Regions from separate parts of the Mus musculus genome. Here all the other regions are linked to region 3. Evidence: chromatin contacts called from public Hi-C and HiCAR-type data. All regions are on one chromosome and are shown on one strand. The core of a region is the stretch at or near the end of the contact, and the rest is flanking DNA. Distances in the headings are between cores, read along the strand shown.

Region 1 (2,700 bases), core at 153-2,652, 400 kb after region 3:
GGCTCAATTTCCCATTGGGACACATTGACAAGGCTTGGTTGAGCTCTGAATTTAATCAGTTACTAGTCTTACCATGCTTCCATAAATCATATTCCTACCTCCCTGTCCCAGAATTTCAGGACAGAAGCTTGGATTCTTCCAGCTGTTGAAAAGAAAACTGTTTCACTCATGGTAGTTTGCAGTGGGATTAGAGCATGATTCCTGCTTCTACAAGAGAGTTTGATGGTACAGAGGAAAGTAGTACTTGGTAGAAGACCAATCCCTCATTGGCCTCTCTAGACTTTTCTGAAATAAAACAAATAGGGTGACTTGGGACATGCATTTGTAGTCTTTTTGTAGTGTTTTATCAGGCACAGCACAATTTTAAAGGTGGTACCATAACACATTCAGCTGAGGGATCACTACCCATCTGGTACCATCTCTGTTTTTTTCCTATATAAATGATGTCTTGTCGTATATAAATGATGTCTATCTTGTGTGTTTTGATGTTCTGCATACTATATTTGTTCTCAAATACAACTCTGGTAAAAATTTCTTGGAAAGGGATTGAGAGCATTAGTAGAGAAGGAAATGGCTCTGATGTCTACTAGGAACAAACTGCTCTGCCTCTGGCCATTCAAGCGGTCACCCCAGGCATATCAGGACACGGGGTTCTGGATGTGGAGGCTGACTGCCTTAACTGTTCTCTGGGAAATCTTAGCCAACTCATGATGATTAAGTTGTACCAGGAAATATTTGAAGCAGGAAATGTTTGTGAGAACCCTAAAGTTTTAGTAATTAAGAGATTTGAAGACCTCAAGGAAAAGGAACTCTGGACCTGGGTCACTAAAGGGAATGAATGTTCATAGAAAATGCAGGAGACAAGATAGAGGAACTATTTTAGCTGGGTCTATTAGATAAGTGGATGATGGAGAGAACCCCTATCCATAAGGGGAGAACACTAATAAGAGAAAGTTTGATTCAGAAATACTATTGGAGAAAATTAGAAGATATATGTTCAATAAACAAGATAAAAGGATGGGTAGAAGAGATTAGATCCTTTGAGGGGGATGTTGCATTAGTGAAATGACCTTCCTAGAAAGATTGTAACATACTGATTTGACCCCTTGGAATTGCCTGCCTAAGGAAATTAGGGTTCAAGTTCTAAGAGATAGAATTCAAGCTTGTGAAGGAGCCCTGGGGAAAGTTGCAAGACAAATTAATACTGCATATGGAAAAGAGTTTGAAAAGCTTTGTCCAAATAGATATTTGGATGAGCTTAGTAAAGAGATTTTGCACATTTAGACAAGTTAAAAATATGAACATTATCCTAACTGTTTAGCACCTTTCTGTTCTCACTCAAGTTTATGCCGGGACAGCCTGTGGTTTGGAGGTTTTTCTGAGAGTTGAAAGTTAATGTATAACTAGTTTTAGCAGCTACTGAAGTGTGACTATGTGTGAGCATTGTGCTTTCTGGTTACATAGTTACAAGGGGTTTTTCAGGAAACATAATTGGCTTGAGGAAAATAATGAAAAGTCTTTTGATTACATATTATTGTATAAAAAGGAAGTGTGTAATGAATACAAGACTGAGGTGAACTCAGGGGAGTGGGGGGACTGGCCAGTGATGAGCCTGGGGCTGGGGAGTGGGGGAACTCTGGCTACCTTGGGGAGTGGGGGATCTCTGGCTATCTCTGAGCACAGCTTGAGGACAGCAATGAGGCACATGCATTTTTTCCTCAGAGGCTCTGATTTCTCACTAATCCAATCCTCCCACTCTCAAGAACCCCAAAATGACCGAGGCTGCTCCTTGCAGTGTTTTCCTCCAGTTTTGTGAATACTATTTAGAAAAGTTTTGTTTTGCCATTGGCACACCAACTCACTGGTGCTTTGGGTGAAGAATCAGGGAAATCTTGGAAAAATGTTTCAATCCCTTTGCAGGTTCAGTAGAGCTCTGCCCAGTCTCAAGGATGGGTAAGGAAAAAACCCAAGGAACTCATCTCATTAATTTTTTTATTGCTATGATAAAGCATCATTATCATGACAACTTACAGAAGAATGGGTTTTTTGGGACCTTGCTATTTCAGAAGAATAGGGGTCTATCATAACCATGGCAACAGGAAGGCAGGCATGACACTGGAGAGTAATTTGAGAATTCACATAACAGTTTATGAACAGGAAGCAAAAACTTCAGTGGGGATGGCAAGAGGCTTTTGATGCCTCAAAGTCCCCCCACAAAGGGAAAAATCTTTGTGGCTCTGCTTTCAACCGGGCAGCTGATCAGGCAGACAAAACTAGAGGGCGCTACATCCTCACCATCACCTGGGTGCAGGGGTGGGGTGGGGTTGGAACGCAGCCTAAAATGAGGGCCCCAGCCCAATTGAGAAGCAGCCCAGACTGAAGAGGAGGAGGCAGAGGTTCTCAGACTCCCTGACTGGAGGGCAATGAGATCTGGGCTTGGGAGAGGTGGAACTCTGGCTTAGCTCAGGGGTTAGTGTCTGTGTATCTGTGTCCAGAAGGCAGAGGAGCTTTCTCCAAGAGACTTAAGGTGCATATAAAGAAGGTTTACACCCATAACCATTCTTAAGAAAGGCGGTCATTGTTTGTCCAAACTGTTTATTCATTGTTCATCATGGAAAGAGGGTACATAGGACTTACTCAGGGTGGGCCAGAGATTAAATATCTTTTCAGGAAGGGATGTCTGGGAAGGTAAGCTTACAG
Region 2 (3,053 bases), core at 305-2,804, 360 kb after region 3:
GCCTGGACATATAAGGGAAGTTTAATAAACAGAATAACTTCTTTATAATGAAACATAAATACACATTTTAAAACTGTTTATTATATTTGAGTGTCATAAATGTGATCTGTAAATAGGGATTCTTGTCTTTGTTCATTTAAATACGGAATAACCATGAACAAAATTTAAAAATTGATACAAACAAATGGATGTGGAAAGTCCATTATCAACTTTAGTAGCATATGTCGTTTAGACATTCGAGACATATAACACCCTTTGATACAGACACTCACTTAGGAAAAAATTAAAACATCATCATTTACACCATAAATATAAAAAGCTTATGGTGCCTTATTCCACCTCCCGTGGTCAGGGACAGAATGCAGACATGCCACAATAATGTTTTTTTTATTTCTACTGTTCGAACCATATTAATGAGAACATCATTTTGGAGAACTAATTATTTCTATTTGTCTTGTGTCACACTTTCTAATTCCCCTATATTAGCACAGCCAAAGCAAATTAATTGCTTTTCCAGCAGTTGAACCTTGTCCAAGAATGAGCTCACATTCCCTTCCAGTTTCCCTGTTTGTGGGAGTGCATTGTGTCAAAAATTTCTCTTGATACTAAACATAGTCTCAAGAATACCTTTACAGATTTCTGTGTGCTCACTTGATGGAATTTATAAGTTTAAGTGACCCGCCAGGAAAGATAAAGTTCTTAGCCACGAGATTATACATCAAAACAGTTAAAGTGAAATTAAAATTAAATGAATGAATCTCACTGAAGCAAAAAAAGCAGTAATTAATGGTTCCCTTAATTGTCTTCATAAAATATTTGCATGGGTCTAATTTGCATAATTTGCATGTATTAATTAATCTTTCAAAGGAATTTTGTGCTGAGAGAAGCCAAAAAATCTCTTTGTTTTATTTAAGATCTAATGAAATATTTATCTTCTTTAATGAACTTCTCATCTTCATTAAAATAAAAATTGCACAAGTTTGTATGTTTTAAATGTTTTTATAATTGAAGTATTCAAAAAATCTCTTTGGACTTAGAACAGCTGAAAAACAAACACATTATTTAGCATTCAGTATCACTACAACAGTACTTACACTTTAAAAAAGAAAGTTCAATCACGCTTTCTAGAAGGGTGCAGAGCATTTGGGAAATGAAAAGTGCTTTTTTCTTTTTTTTTTTCATTTGAAAAACTGAAAATTATAAAGCCTGATTATTTCTTTCAATGGCTATGTTATTTTTATGGCTGAGATAGCAGGCAACAAGGGTCCAGATAAGGAAAAAAAATCAGTATGTTCAATTGTTCAGGATAAAGTTTACTGGCTAAAAATATTTTAGCTAGTTCAAAGAAACAAGTCTATTAAAATTCACTTTTATATCTGTAATGAGCGCGAAGCCAACAGTATTTCCTGGCAGAACCTGCTCAGCTTCGGCTCTGTTCTAAATCTGTCTACTGAATAATGGCAGCAGGGGTTTCTGCTCTCACAAACTGAGGGATCATAGCGAAAACCAAGAGACGTGCCTTGGAAGGCTTGGAATCCAGAATCTCTCTCTGGTGCCAAATCATATATATTCATGGGAACCGAGAGGACGTGAGGAGGGAGCACGGAAGCTAACAAGACATAAGGCTAGAGGAAAGACGGTCTGTCCACGGCGTTCATTCTTTATGGTGCAGCCCTATCTCACAGGTTAGAAAGAGGTTCATTCCTAACAGAGCTGAAGGTATGTCAAGCGTTTTCCATTTTTCCTTTTTGTTATTGTTTTTTTTTTAATCTCTATGGAAAGCTCCTTTGATATTTGAAGAAACTGAGGCACATGAATGTATATCAGGAGCTCAACACTAAACTCAAAATCCGAGATCCGTTTGTTTTTATGTGCCTTGCTTTCTGTACGACGGCCTTCTTTTTATATGATCATAATTTACGAAGTGCCTCTGAGTAGCTACATGTAGCCCAGATAATAATGGTGGCATAAATTTATAAGTATTAACATTCAAATTGCAAATATATAATTCTTTTCATGTAAAGTTTAGTAATGTGATAAAATCAATTAAGCTGACTTTGGCGCTCCCATGACACTCGGTCCTAATTTACATTTTCTCAAGAATGTTTTCTAAAACAAAACAAGGCTTAGTTTTCTTTATAGTAAAGAAAAATCCAATCATTTGTATAGGGATGATTAATAAATCAGTTATAAAATAAATTCCAATACCGAATTTATTTGACACTAACATGGTTTATTAAGCTGAATACGAAAGAATTAAAAATGTTATCATTCAGTTTAGTGCCAGGAAAGTCGCAGTGAACTTTTAGGAAACTCTAGTGTCATTCACATTGTGACTTTGGGATTTCACTTTAACTCCTCTGCTGATATTCTTACACCATCAAGATGTCAACGCATCTATTCAGTTTTTCTGAGTGTAAGCCCCGGTGTGATGTGCACATAGTCTGCATACACACATCCGTAGGGACTTTAAATCCAGAACTCCTGGATTCACATTCCCATGTTTCTGTTCATTCGTGGCATAATGCTGACTGTGCAAGTAGATCGTTTTAGCTCTTCAGATCCTCCATCCCTAAATCTAAGAAGATAGGTATATGTACCCCTTTATGGCTCGACCAGCTCTTCAGCTGACAAATTAACATAAACAGAGAACAGGAAAGTGGCTGGTAAAAGCCATGTGGAAACTACTGTTGGCTGTTATTACAACTAGATGCAATTTTAATGTGATAGTATTTTCAATCCTATTTCTTCTTGAAAAAAATTACACGTATCTCAGAAAGGTTAATTCTTAAAAGAAAATTTTCTCGCCAATCACAGCATTTTCCTCTGCACATCACTCAGACTTTTGTTTAAGACACTGTTTAAGCTGGCAGATGGAAATGGTACACACCAGACTTTCCAGGGCACTTAAAACTTTCACCACAGAGTGTGACACTTTCACTCTGTCAACTTAAAAATATATAGCTTAAAAAGATGAATTTGTGGCCACAAATTATGTGTGAATGCTTATAAGTTAAGTAAAAGATAAACTACACTTTTACTCAAATTTAAGA
Region 3 (3,078 bases), core at 72-2,571:
ACAAACACACAGGACCTATGCTCAAATTCTATGCTGGTCAAACATCCCGGAAAAAACATCGCTGTGCAACAAGTTAGAGAAGACAGGAGGAGAAAATGAGTGTCTTACTCCCCTCATGCAGCCCCAAACCACTATTCCCTTCTGCCTTCTGTGTTTACAAGTCAACCAGGAGGCTTAGTTTCTATTTCATTCTTTACAAACACATTCTCACTGAGAAAGCAAAAACGAAGTTCCCAAAACATAGCAGGACTTTCCAAATATGAAAGGAACCCAATAATTATTGTGTGACTTAAATAACACACTTTCGACTCTCCTCGGGTACTGAAGGAGAAATGAGAGTTGATTACTGTGCAAGACCAGGTGAATTAATTAGAGTTTTGGGTAAGAAACATCAGTGTGTTTTTGTATTCTACTTTCTAATCTTCAAGGACAGCTGATCTCTTTAGAAATTTCTAGATAAAGAAGTCATCCCTGACCAATCTCTGGAGGTGAAAGGGAAGTTGTTTTAATCCACTGTATCCCTGTCTACTAGGATCAGGAGCACCCATTATTCTTAAGTGACTTTCTTCCCGCAGCTTGAAAACTCTTCTTTATCTTTATATAAACATTTTTGATATAGAAAAAAAACCCGTCAGATACACAAAATAGTCCACACTGCTTACATGTGAATTTTCCTATAATAATAATAATAATAATAATAATAATAATAATAATAATAATAATAATAATAATAATTGCCCAACAGTCATGAGCTGGGGATGTTTCCTTTTGTAACTGCTTGCACAAATGCCCCGCGCGCGCGTGTGTGTGTGTGTGTGTGTGTGTGTGTGTGAACCTAAATCCTTGAAGGTGAGCTGGCAGCGGCACCGCCGCTCTTTCAGTCATGAGGCGTTTGCTCAGAACCTTTTTGGGGTGGGTGGGTGGGTGGGAGCTAAGAGTCTTCTCCTTCAAAGCCACAGAGGAGGTGGCAGGGGATGTAACGGTAGCAGCGCGAGAGAAGTAGATGACCAGCTTTCTCTCCCTCTCTCTGAGCACCACTCTTGGGCCCCGGCTTTTCTAGGGCTTTCCTCCCACCCTTTTCCTCCGTACCCTCCCCCCCCACTCCCGTTTTCTACCCACCCCCTTTCCTCGGTCTCGCGCTCTTGGAGTCTGTGCTCCGAGTTCCTGGTTGGATAATTTGGGTTAATACTAGTGAGTGAGGTTTTCGCGGCTTCAAAGGGTATTTCAAGTATCCGGAGCTCCTCCCCTCCGCACCGTGTGACAACAACAACTCGTCCAGCCGGCAGCCTGCACTTTCAGCTCATTTTCTCTCTGTCATTCCCCTCTCAATCTTTGATCAATGTACTTGCCAGGGAGAACCCAAGTCCCTCAACCCTCCTCCTTTTCACCTTCATCCTTAACTTTGTGCTAGAGCGGGACCCACACACCACCAGCCGACCCTCCCCGCCCCACCCCCGCCTCTCCCCCCCCAAGAGCAGCCCGCGATCCCAGCCCCGAGAGAGGACTCGCATTTCGACTTGCGGGACACTTTTGTGCGTTTCTCTCTCGAGCGCCTCTCGCGCTCGCCCCTCCTGCGCTCGCTCTTTCTTAACCTCACCTCCTTTTTCTCCTCTTCTCTCCCTCTCTCCAACTAAGGTTCCTTCCTAGAGTGCTTGTTGTCTCTGCCCCCCCCCCCACCTCGATCCTTGTCCCCCTTTCTCCCCCTTCCCCTTTGGGGGGTGTGTGGCAACTTTTCCCCCTCGCTTCTCCTCCTTCTGTTTCCCCTTATATGTGACCATGGCAGTGCCGGCGGCTTTGATCCCTCCGACCCAGCTGGTCCCCCCTCAACCCCCGATCTCTACTTCTGCTTCCTCCTCGGGCACCACCACCTCCACCTCCTCGGCGACCTCGTCTCCGGCTCCATCCATCGGACCCCCGGCGTCGTCTGGGCCAACTCTGTTCCGGCCGGAGCCCATTGCCTCTTCTGCTTCTTCTTCAGCCGCGGCCACAGTCACCTCTCCTGGTGGCGGCGGCGGCGGCAGCGGAGGCGGCGGTGGCAGCGGCGGCAACGGAGGCGGCGGCGGGAGCAACTGCAACCCCAGCCTGGCGGCCGGGAGCAGCGGCGGCGGCGTTAGCGCTGGCGGCGGCGGCGCCTCCAGCACCCCCATCACCGCGAGCACCGGCAGCAGCAGCAGTAGCAGCAGCAGCAGCAGCAGTAGCAGCAGCAGCAGCAGTAGCAGCAGCAGCAGCAGTAGCAGCAGCAGCTGCGGCCCCCTCCCTGGGAAACCCGTGTACTCAACCCCGTCCCCAGTGGAAAACACCCCCCAGAATAATGAGTGCAAAATGGTGGATCTGAGAGGGGCCAAAGTGGCTTCCTTTACGGTGGAGGGCTGCGAGCTGATCTGCCTGCCCCAGGCTTTCGACCTGTTCCTGAAGCACTTGGTGGGGGGCTTGCACACCGTCTACACCAAGCTGAAGCGGTTGGAGATCACGCCGGTGGTGTGCAATGTGGAACAGGTTCGCATCCTGAGGGGACTGGGGGCCATCCAGCCCGGAGTGAACCGCTGCAAACTCATCTCCAGGAAGGACTTCGAGACCCTCTACAATGACTGCACCAACGCCAGGTAAAGAGCGGAGGGGAAACCTTCTGTCGCCCTGGTCCTTTCCCACCCTCCTCCTCGCCCTTCCCCTGCTCCCTTCCCGGCGCCGCCCGCTCAGCGCGTCCGCGAGCTGCGCGCCCTGGCGAGCACGGCCCTCTCCTGTCGGTCCCCGGGGCTAGTCTCCTTCGCCCGACCTCCTGGGCAAGTTCGCACTGCTCGCGGCCTGATCCGTGCCGGCCGGGTGTTCCTGATGCTTCCTAGGGCATTCGGGCTAGGCTGCCGCTGAGCTTGGGATGCAGAGTGGGGAACCAGAGGAAGGTGCCTTCCCAGGAGTCACAGCCCCTTCCCGGGCGCGCTGGTGACCTGCACCCGTTCCGGACACTACTGCCTGAGTGTGCACTCCTGGGACCTGGGTTCCTCCAAGAAGCCTCTGGGCACCTCTGGGATAGGAGGGAGGTCGTGACCCTGATCCTGCAGGGCTCCGAAGCTGAGGGATGCG

The links. Hi-C and Micro-C count contacts between places; a contact is called where the count stands out from the background. HiCAR-type assays count read pairs that join an accessible place to other places.
Region 1: a HiCAR-type map of kidney shows a contact between it and region 3, with 2.6 times the contacts expected there. The contact joins the enhancer-like site here to the promoter of Dach1 in region 3. A contact is called at or near these places in 6 of 39 promoter capture datasets (the C10 cell line, the HPC-7 cell line, cranial neural crest and 2 more), 1 of 484 Hi-C or Micro-C datasets (embryonic stem cells) and 8 of 115 datasets of contacts at active chromatin or transcription factors (bone marrow-derived dendritic cells, bone marrow-derived macrophages, craniofacial prominence and 4 more).
Region 2: a Hi-C map of cerebellum shows a contact between it and region 3, with 1.9 times the contacts expected there. The contact joins the enhancer-like site here to the promoter of Dach1 in region 3. A contact is called at or near these places in 5 of 39 promoter capture datasets (the HPC-7 cell line, hippocampal neurons, liver and 1 more), 5 of 484 Hi-C or Micro-C datasets (the AML12 cell line, the G1E-ER4 cell line, cerebellar granule neurons and 2 more), 14 of 115 datasets of contacts at active chromatin or transcription factors (bone marrow-derived macrophages, cardiomyocytes, craniofacial prominence and 9 more) and 2 of 9 other capture datasets (adipose tissue and pancreatic islet).

The regions. Positions count from the first base shown.
Region 1 is chr14:97,773,278-97,775,977 of GRCm38.p6, reverse strand. No RefSeq gene overlaps it. Among named protein-coding and RNA genes, the nearest start is that of Gm25831, 190 kb to the left of the region's middle. Within about 2 kb of position 1,402, at least 7 of the 459 cell types and tissues checked have an H3K27ac peak or open chromatin away from gene starts, as enhancers often do. A contact at or near this core is called in kidney, where this site is marked.
Region 2 is chr14:97,812,227-97,815,279 of GRCm38.p6, reverse strand. All of the region lies in intron 11 of Dach1 (dachshund family transcription factor 1), which reads left to right. Among named protein-coding and RNA genes, the nearest start is that of Gm25831, 150 kb to the left of the region's middle. Within about 2 kb of position 1,554, at least 5 of the 459 cell types and tissues checked have an H3K27ac peak or open chromatin away from gene starts, as enhancers often do. A contact at or near this core is called in cerebellum, where this site is marked.
Region 3 is chr14:98,168,008-98,171,085 of GRCm38.p6, reverse strand. Dach1 (dachshund family transcription factor 1) reads left to right here and starts at 1,321. Exons shown (of 12, transcript NM_007826.3): 1 at 1,321-2,603. The coding sequence starts at 1,777. It overlaps Gm33583 (a long non-coding RNA gene), which reads right to left and starts at 1,182. Exons shown (of 2, transcript XR_003951195.1): 1 at 1,120-1,182.